3 separate regions of the Zea mays genome follow, and all the other regions are linked to region 1. The links are chromatin contacts, called in public Hi-C maps. All regions are on one chromosome and are shown on one strand. Each heading gives the region's core, a stretch centred on a gene start, on an enhancer-like site or on the middle of the called end of the contact. The rest is flanking DNA. Distances are from core to core; before and after follow the strand shown.

Evidence for each region. Hi-C and Micro-C count contacts between places; a contact is called where the count stands out from the background.
Region 2: a contact with region 1 is called in a Hi-C map of leaf, with 4 times the contacts expected there. The contact joins the enhancer-like site here to the promoter of LOC100285564 in region 1. A contact is called at or near these places in 4 of 25 Hi-C or Micro-C datasets (leaf and leaf mesophyll).
Region 3: a Hi-C map of endosperm shows a contact between it and region 1, with 5 times the contacts expected there. The contact joins the enhancer-like site here to the promoter of LOC100285564 in region 1. A contact is called at or near these places in 7 of 25 Hi-C or Micro-C datasets (bundle sheath, endosperm, leaf and 2 more).

Annotation. Positions count from the first base shown.
Region 1 is chr5:94,462,517-94,465,654 of Zm-B73-REFERENCE-NAM-5.0, forward strand. LOC100285564 (dihydroflavonol-4-reductase) reads left to right here and starts at 1,597. Exons shown (of 6, transcript NM_001158455.2): 1 at 1,597-1,840; 2 at 2,028-2,185; 3 at 2,315-2,500; 4 at 2,618-2,973. The coding sequence starts at 1,732. The region is part of intron 4 of LOC118472037 (a long non-coding RNA gene); the gene reads right to left.
Region 2 is chr5:94,365,663-94,368,800 of Zm-B73-REFERENCE-NAM-5.0, forward strand. No RefSeq gene overlaps it. Among protein-coding and RNA genes, the nearest start is that of LOC100191856, 70 kb to the left of the region's middle. Within about 2 kb of position 1,574, at least 17 of the 20 cell types and tissues checked have an H3K27ac peak or open chromatin away from gene starts, as enhancers often do. A contact at or near this core is called in leaf and leaf mesophyll, where this site is marked.
Region 3 is chr5:94,381,990-94,385,127 of Zm-B73-REFERENCE-NAM-5.0, forward strand. No RefSeq gene overlaps it. Among protein-coding and RNA genes, the nearest start is that of LOC100285564, 81 kb to the right of the region's middle. Within about 2 kb of position 1,597, at least 17 of the 20 cell types and tissues checked have an H3K27ac peak or open chromatin away from gene starts, as enhancers often do. A contact at or near this core is called in bundle sheath, endosperm, leaf and 2 more, where this site is marked.

The DNA.
Region 1 (3,138 bases), core at 347-2,846:
GTGGCACACAGCCGTTGTGCTCGCCGGATAAACAAAAAAAATATCTGGACGAATAAACAAATTAGTCATAAAAACAAAAAAAATATAGATGAGAAATAAATCTGGACGGACAAATCAGCGACATAAACGAAAAATCTGGACAACAAAAAAAAATCAGTGAAAAAGACAAAAAGTATTAAAAAACATCCACTGTGTGGCTCGAACCCACAACCACTTGTGCTTTACCGACTGAGCTAGACAAGTTTCATGTACACAACTAAGCTCGTCGCCAAGATCTATGGCGCCGAGCTCGATATCACGTCGCCAGCGCAGCACGTACCTCGGCGCCATAGCCTATGGCGTCGAGCTGTGTTACCTCGGCGCCATAGGCTACGGCGCCGAGCAAAGGGTCCAAAAATGACATTAAAATTTTCTAGTGTCTAAACGTGATTTTTTTCCGAGAAAGGACCAAAATGTAAAAAATTCGGTCTAGATGGTTATTGTTAGAGATAATGGTAGTCAAATAGAAGATGTATTTTTGGGTGGGTACGCAAAGGATGTAATGAGTATCCAAAAATGGATGGGTATTAGAGAAAATCCAAAAGAGATGCTAAAACAACCTCAAAATATTTTTTAAGAAAAAAGGACGATAACTCCTCTCCAACAGACGCCTATTGTTTTCCCATTTTTTCGCTTCCCCCGCATCGATAGCTTCCCTCCTGCATATTTGCGGGAACCAGGACTCTCCCTAATCCATTCGCGTGCGTCCGTAGCAGTGGTTTCCCGCGTCTTCTCGCCGTGTGCTTCCTCACTGATATGATATGATCCTCTCCGCCTTCCCTGTCCTGATATGATATGAACCTCTGCCAACTAATATAATATAGGATGTATCTGTATTTTGTTTTAGAAAACCGAATCAGAAACATAGGATTGTAGGTAACAAAAGTCTATCAGTTTAGATGTTTTGGAGTTAGCAAAGATTTGCGTCGGCAGGCACCGAGGATTCGTGCCGACGTGGACGTCGAGGGCCCAGCGATGCATCACCCACTGGCCACTGGTGGCTCCGATCCTTCAGCGCGTCGCACAAGGCCGCGACGTTTCCCTCCCTTTCACCGACCCCGCACGACACTGGCAAGTGGCATGAGCGGAGCCCCACCAAACAACTGCGACGTGTCCGGGCACGTGATCCCTGCTGTGCTTGCAGGGCACCATTTTTTCAGCGTGATTATTATTGCTAGTACTATTACCAGCAGTACAGAAACAGCTGCTGGTGGCTGGTGGCACTGGCAGTCATAAACAAGAGATTAGAGACGGCTTCCTGCACTATTACCTGTACCACACGTTTAACACAATAGGCAGAAAATGATAATGGGATGACGGTTCGCCGTTGGCATTTGTATTCAAGGTTGACAGACACACACACCAGGCGCGGTATCCACTGGTGGTGTTGGTCTTCGTCGCCGTCAAGGTCGTAGCACTCGCGTTTCACATGACGGCCTGGTGCGACCGCGACCGCCTTGAGACACCCGCGTTCTGTGCCATTTCCGCCCCTTCACCGTACCATTTCGTCCCGATTCCGCGGATAAATGCTTGCCCCTATTTGCTCAGCCCGCTCTCGGACGAACCCATTCACCCGTCCGGCCGTCCGTGCGCGGCGCACCCACCCGGCACCGGCACCAGCATCACCGCCCGCCCGGCGCCCGTCACGCTCGAGAGGAGGAGGAAGAAGAAGGGACTGGGCGACAGCGCGCGATGGCCGCCGTCGTGTGCGTCACCGGCGCCGGCGGCTTCATCGGCTCGTGGATCGTCAAGATCCTCCTCGCCCGCGGGTACGCCGTCCGGGGCACCTCCCGCCGCGAAGGTTGGTACGCGCTGGTCGCTGCCTGCTCCTCCCCTCCCTCCCTCTCTCTCCGTTGTCCGTTCCGTCTCCTCTCCTCCTCGCAATCCCAACAAAAGCGCCGGAATGTCTCTGACGTGACGGGTTGTCTTTGGCTGTCGCTTGTGGCGGCGGCTGGATCTCTCGAATCCCGACTCGGCTGGCGGCGCAGCTGCTGACCCCAAGAACGCGCACCTGTGGGCGCTCGACGGCGCGGCGGAGCGCCTCACCATGCTGCAGGTGGACCTGCTCGACCGCGCCAGCCTCCGCGCCGCCTTCCGCGGCTGCGACGGCGTCATCCACACCGCCTCGCCGATGCACGACAACCCCGTAAGCACCGCCGCCCGCCCGCCCGCCCGCCAATGACGAGACCTCGCCTCTTGCCCTCTCCTTGGAAGCAGTACAACACGAGAGCGCAAGGATTAAAACTGAAGCTTCTCATTCACCCCTGGCTTGCAGGAGGAGATCATCGAGCCGATTATCGCCGGGACGCGGAACGTCGTGGAGGCGGCGGCGGACGCCGGCGTGCGGCGCCTGGTGCTGTCCTCCACCATCGGCACCATGTACATGGACCCGCGCCGCGACCCCGACGCCCCGCTCGGCGACTCCAGCTGGAGCGACCTCGAGTACTGCAAGAGCACCGAGGTAAACAAAAAACTCTCGCCCGGCCTGCGAATCAATTAGTACAAAAGAAAGAACCCCCGCTCCGGCGCGCGGCCAGTCCTGAGTCCTGACGCCGTTGGAATGAATGAATTCTCACAGAACTGGTACTGCTACGCAAAGACGGTGGCGGAGCAGGGCGCGTGGGAGGCGGCGCGGGCGCGGGGGCTGGACCTGGCGGTGGTCATCCCGGTGGTGGTGCTCGGCGAGCTGCTGCAGCCCAGTATGAACACCAGCACCCTGCACATCCTCAAGTACCTCACGGGACAGACAAAGGAGTACGTCAACGAGTCGCACGCCTACGTGCACGTCAGGGACGCCGCCGAGGCGCACGTCAGGGTGCTGGAGGCGCCCGGAGCCGGCGGCCGCCGGTACGTCTGCGCCGAGCGCACCCTGCACCGCGGCGAGCTCTGCCGCATCCTCGCCGGACTCTTCCCGGAGTACCCTATTCCGACAAGGTATGGGCATTTTAATAATGGTTTCGTCGTTTCGAACAATGTGCTATCAAAGGAAATAGTGGTGGACTGCTCCAAAAATTCAACTTGTGCACGATGATATTTGAAGAAATCCATGGCCAGGAGGGTTTATGACGAGTAGCCTAGTTGGTCTGCTCAGTAACGACT
Region 2 (3,138 bases), core at 324-2,823, 97 kb before region 1:
AGCAGTGCGTTAAAATATTCACAAGTTCTTATTATTAGAATGAAGGTGAGAGAAGCATGTTGGTGCACAAGAGACAATTATAATGCGACAATCATGATGCATGCTCATTCTAGACGTCTTCTCAGACCTAACTACTTTTTCGGGTGCTTCTACAACATCCTTATTAATAGTAGTAGTAGCCTTTATGGCCTATATAAATAGCCACCAAGCTACCCATCTATTCCCTAAGGCTTCACGTCATAGGTTTATCTTTACCGTCCTGACGATCTATCCAACATTGGTTTCTAAGCAAGTTTTACTTTTAAAAAGTTGGTATTCATGACTTATTGACTTCTCTGAAGTGGTACTCGCTCCGATACCAGCTATGGCGAAACCGTCCAAATTATTCCAGCTTAAGTGGCCAAGTCATACCCTTAAAGGTAGCAACACACTTAAACCGGAATAACTCGTTAGTCCCTCGGATCTAGTCCGATAAAGCCACTTATCCAGGATCGAATACCACTAGCTCACTCGAAGGTGAGGCACAGAGAAATAAAATAAAGCATAATACCATAAATTAAGAAAGTATCATTAGTGATTACATTATCAGAGTTTCAGAAACAGTAACCAAAATTTTTAATGCAGCGGAAATAACTAACGGAGAAAACCGAGTAACATGGCGAAGCCTGGCCACACTACTCCTCCTGGTCCTCTCCTGTGGAAGCAATAACCCTCTCGACCATCTATCCTGGAAGCAATAACCCTCTCGACCATAATTTATAAGGACTGATTCTAAACTGAACTTAAGCAAACAATGCAATCTCTGGAATCTGTACTGAAATTGGACAGATTCAGTTACTGAACATGTGAAAAGCATAGCTTCTAAACGATCAGACTTATGGCTGTCAATTTTTAACACGAGCAAGATAATAAAGTTATGTACAACTTTTCTATATGATTTTTCTACAAAACACATATTTTACTTAACTAGATTACACGCACAACCAAAATTGTACACGCAGTAATTTTAGTTTGCTAGCACAAGAGCACTTAACTAAATCACCAAGCAAAATCATAGAGAGACACTATCACCAATTTCTCAAGTTCAAATCATTATGACTTAGTTATCAAGTTTCAATTTGTATCAGGACACTTAAGCATTTCACGAAATAGACACCAAGGGTGTCACACTGGAATGGATCCGAGATTAGGATAAATCTCCCAACATAACACGAAATAGACACCTAGGGTGTCACACTGGAATGGATCAAAAGGAGTTAAAATGTGCAACTTATATTTTTTTCTAATATTATGTGATTTACTTCTATGTTATAAATCATTTTCTAAAATTCTTTTTACTAAAAACAAGAGCTACGGACTGTTGTTACCATTCTAAAGAATACAGGGTAGCTTATAAATATCTTGGACTCTATCCCAATTATTTTACACATGCCAAGGACGGCATGTTAAAACCCTAGATCTGCAGGGGCTCTTAAGCAAAATAGACGGCTCGAAGGGGTACGGGTGAGCTAGGGCCATCCGATCAGACTCTGGTGGCTCAGATTAGAAGTTATATATACTAAACCGGTATGCAATCCGAGCCGCCCAACGAGCGATCGACGGCCCGGATTTTGAAACAACTAGATACTAACGCCGTCCCTCCATCTCCCGATCTCCGGTTTAGATCAAACCGACGCAGGGGTGATACTAGATCTAATCTCCAGTGCTCATTTTGTGATCAACGTACATAGGCCCGTCTCCCCCCCCCCCCCCCCCCCCCCCCCCCACAGCTCGGCAGGACAGTGGCACATGTCTTCCCTGCGGTGGCGTACCACCGGAGCCCATCCCAACGACACGATTCTCCGGCTAAACCCCAACGCAGGAGGTGCAACACAAGTAGAGCTTAATAGAAGATGATATAAGCTTCTTACTAGGGATGGGAGCCTCCGCAGAAGTCTGTCCGCGATGGGATTTCGGCTCGCCGACATCGTCCGACCATCGGTGAGAAATCGCCGATACCGTGGTTTCCATATTCACCCTGCTATGTGCCTCCTACGTGCGACACGATCAGCCGAACGCCCAGGACCACGCATAGAGGACATAAGGGCGGCGAGCGCTTGAATAGATCTCAGCGGTGTTCCCCGGCGAGCAGGACCAGTCGCACCGGCGCCGAGGTTAGCGAGGATGGCCCCGGCCTTTATACACGCATGCGGAGCCGGACTGCGAACGATCCCTCCTGCGTGGGGCCCACCAAATCGCAACTGACGCCAACAAATTCGGTCGAGCACGCGCGTGGGGTTAGTTGCAACCATCTGCGAGGTTCACGGTGAGGTTGGGGATGAATATGACACATGGGTCCCAATAGTCAGTGAGGGAGTCCAAACGCGCAGGTGCGGCTTCCGGCTGATGCGTGGGCCCATGTGGCAGTGGCTAGTGCGAGTGGGCGTGATAGAATCCGACCGCGCGGGGCTAATTGGGCCGCGCGCCCGTGGCTTTGGGCCCACGCAGGTATGGTTCTCCTTTCTTTTTGTTGTTTTGGTTTTTTTTCTTTTTATTTCTTTTTTTCTATTTTGATTTCCATATTTCGAATCAAACTCAAATAAAATTTGGATTTAAAATGCACAGCTAAGAAAAGTCCAGCATGGTTATGTAAAGTTTACTTCTATTTATTTATTATCTTGTTTTAGCTATTAAACAAACGTTCTCTTACTATGAAACTCATAAAATACACTAATCTAAAAAAAATCGAATATATCATCCTAGATCCTTTGGTGATTATTCTGTAGGCAATAATTCTAAATGTTTTTATTTGTGCACGAATTTCTGAATTTATTTCCTACTAAGAGATAGCTTCATAGGCACTATAGTGAATAATTTTACTCCCTAAACAATTTGGAATCTTTCTATTTTTCTCATTTAATCTCAGTTCAAAGTTTTAACTTCAAGTTTTGAACTACCAAAGTTTGAATATCACTATTTATTTCCTCTATACATTATAATGAAATAGACATTTTAGCTTAATCTTTTGGAGAGCCTTTATAATTCCAAAAATAAGATTTTGGGTGTTACACAAAACTTATGGACTAACTAGTTTGCCTAGTTGATCTTTTCTCAGGTACATAAAGTTCATATACATCTGTAAGGAAAATGGACCCTTAG
Region 3 (3,138 bases), core at 347-2,846, 81 kb before region 1:
CACCACACAATTGGTGTCTCTTGCCTCGGTTACAATTGAGTTGTTCGCAAGAAAGAATGAAAGAAAGAAGCAATCCAAGCGCAAGAGCTCAAAAGAACACAACAAATCTCTCTCACTTATCACTAAAGCTTTGTGTGGAATTGGGAGAGGATTTGATCACTTGGGTGTGTCTAGAATTGAATGCTAGAGCTCTTGTAAGTAGTTGGAAGGTGAAAAACTTGGATGACTTGAATGTGGGGTGGTTGGGGGTATTTATAACCCCAACCACCAAACTAGCCGTTTGGTGAAGGCTTCTGTCGCATGGCGCACCGGACAGTCCGGTGCGCCACCGGACACTGTCCGGTGCGCCAGCCACGTCACCTGGCCGTTGGGTTCCGACCGTTGGAGCTCTGTCTTGTGGGCCCGCCTGCCTGTCCGGTGGTGCACCGGACAAGTCCTGTAGACTGTCCGGTGTGCCACCCGCGCGTGCTCTGTCCTCTGCGCGCGCAGGCGCGCATTTAATGCGTTGCAGTCTACCGTTGCGCGTGAAGTAGCCGTTGCTCCGCTGGCTCACCGGACAGTCCGGTGTTACACCGGATAGTTCGGTGAATTTTAGCGGAGCGGATTCCCGAAGCTAGCGAGTTCAGAGTCGCTCTCCCTTGGGGCACCGGACAGTCCGGTGAATTATAGCGAAGCGCCTCCGAGAATTCCCGAAGGTGAAGAGTTCAGCTTGGAGTCCCCTGGTGCACCAGACACTGTCCGGTGGCACACCGGACAGTCCGATGCGCCAGACCAGGGAGCACTTCGGTTGTCCCTTGCTCTCTTGTTTGAACCATTTTCTTGGTTTTTTTATTGGCTTATTGTGAACCTTTGGCACCTGTAGAACTTATAGACTAGAGCAAACTAGTTAGTCTAATTATTTGTGTTGGGCAATTCAAACAACAAAATCAATTAGGAAATAGGTGTATGCCTAATTCCCTTTTAGTAGCAATACAAACAAACATGGTATAGACAAAATTAATATCACACCAAACATAAGGACAAACTCCATAATAATATCCTACGTGATGCTACGAGATCGTGGGATCGAGAACCACTAAATTCGGAGTTACAGTTATAAAGTTATGATTTTCTAAAGATTTAGGAGTTTGGTACAAAAGAAATTAAGTACATAATTTAAATTTATGTTTCATAACAAAATAAAGTTACCAGGAGATAAACAATATTATTATGGATTTATTGCAATTGGAATGGATCAAAAAGGAGTTAAAATGTTCAAGTTATGATTTTTTGAAGTTTTATGGGTGATAAGGGCTAATTTGCAAATACCCGGGATCTAACCGTAATCGAATTAAACCTGAGAGGGATGGCGGGTTTATTTTTCAAAAGGTTAGGGGCTCTTTAGCAAAGTTCCACGGCGAAGGGGTATGGACATCACACAGCCGCCCGATCCGATCCGGACGACCCGGATTAGATTAATACTTTAACCATCCAGTATTGAATCCGGATTGCAGGATTCAAAACCAACGGTCCAGATTTTAAATAGCTGAGAACTACTCGCGTTCACTTCATCGGAATCCAACGGTGCGCGTTCTGCCGGCCGAAACGTTACCCAAGCTATGTTCTTGATCACTGATCGTTCATCCGACGGCTAGAAGCTTTCCTCCCTACCCACGGTCAGCCCGCGGCAGCGCACAGGCCACCAGCGGCGGCGCCATCGCCGACGAACATGCGCCGAGGCAGCAGATCCCCAAACACAAGAACGATCGGTGCTATTTGACGAGGAGATTAATGTGAACACGAATGGGGCACCTACCGGAGATAGACGACGGCGCGCGCTGGCCAAAGCGACCGTGGCTTTGCAGCGAGGTACACGCTCCGACGAGCAATTTGCCCAGTTCCTCCCGAAAGCCGCCACCAATCACGCTGCCGAGACTTCCGCCGAGCTTCACGAAACCCCCGAGCGACTTATCGCGGCCAATGGTGAAGCTTGCCTTGACACCAGCGGTGGTGCTGCTACTCTTCACCCTCACGCTCCCATCTGCTCACCACGACGGCTGTAATGGAAACCGGGGCCATGGCGACCTTTATAGACGTTGGGAGGAGCAAGTCCGATCCGAGAAGATCAGTCACGGAAGAATCCAATGCCAGCTTGCGTTGAGCGGATCTCGGTGAGGTTGTTGCGCCCGAAGCTCTGTTGTGTGGGGAAGAAACGGCTGACAGGAGGGCCCCGTATCACAGCGTCCAACGGATCGACGTGCATGGCCGAAAGGTCACCGACAAGGCGGACCCATGAGTCAGCCTGGCTGTGTGAATCGGCCGCGTAGCAGGGCGTTATGGTGAACTGGGCCGAGCGCGCGTATGGTAGTGGGCCAAGGGGAAATTTCGGCCCAGTCGCAGAGATAAGTTTCTCTTTTCTTTTTTTTTCTTTTTCTATTGTTTTTTCAAATTCCAATTTGATTCAAGCTTTAAACTTAAAATTTCGAAAATACTTAGGACTAGGGTTTTAACATGTTTTTGCATAAGTTTTCATTTATTTCTACTGTGTTTATTTAAATATTTTAAACTACCTAGTTAATGAAAGAAATATCCCACTTGTTTTATCACACATGAGAAATCTTATTGTGATTATATATCTAAATCACATGTTTTAAAGACACAATTACATAATTTTGATACTAAAGTATAGTCTTATCTCATCATATCTAGAGAATATTTCTAATTATTTAATCCAAAAGAAGAGTCTAACACATAAACCAAGTATAATTTAATTTCTAAGTATCTTTTATTTTAATCTTTTATTTAGGCAATATATTTATTTTGGGACATTTTTAATTATTGATGTTATAATTTCCAAAGTGGAATTTTCGGTGTTACATATTTGGCATACAAATAAATGTCCATCAATAGTCTTCGTGAATAAAGTAGGATCGGCTTCCCAATTTTAAATGAATTTGCAATAAGGAAACCTCTTAGGCATTCATACCATGCTTTAGGTGCTTGCTCTTCGTCTTCCTCCAGGCAAATGCCGACGTGTTCGCATGGGAGCCGTCACAGATGCCTGGGATCCCCATGGAGGTGATCGAGCACCATCTGAAGATCCACCCTGACGCCAAACCGGTGAGTCAGAAGCCTCGGAGACAGTCCATTGAGCGGCAA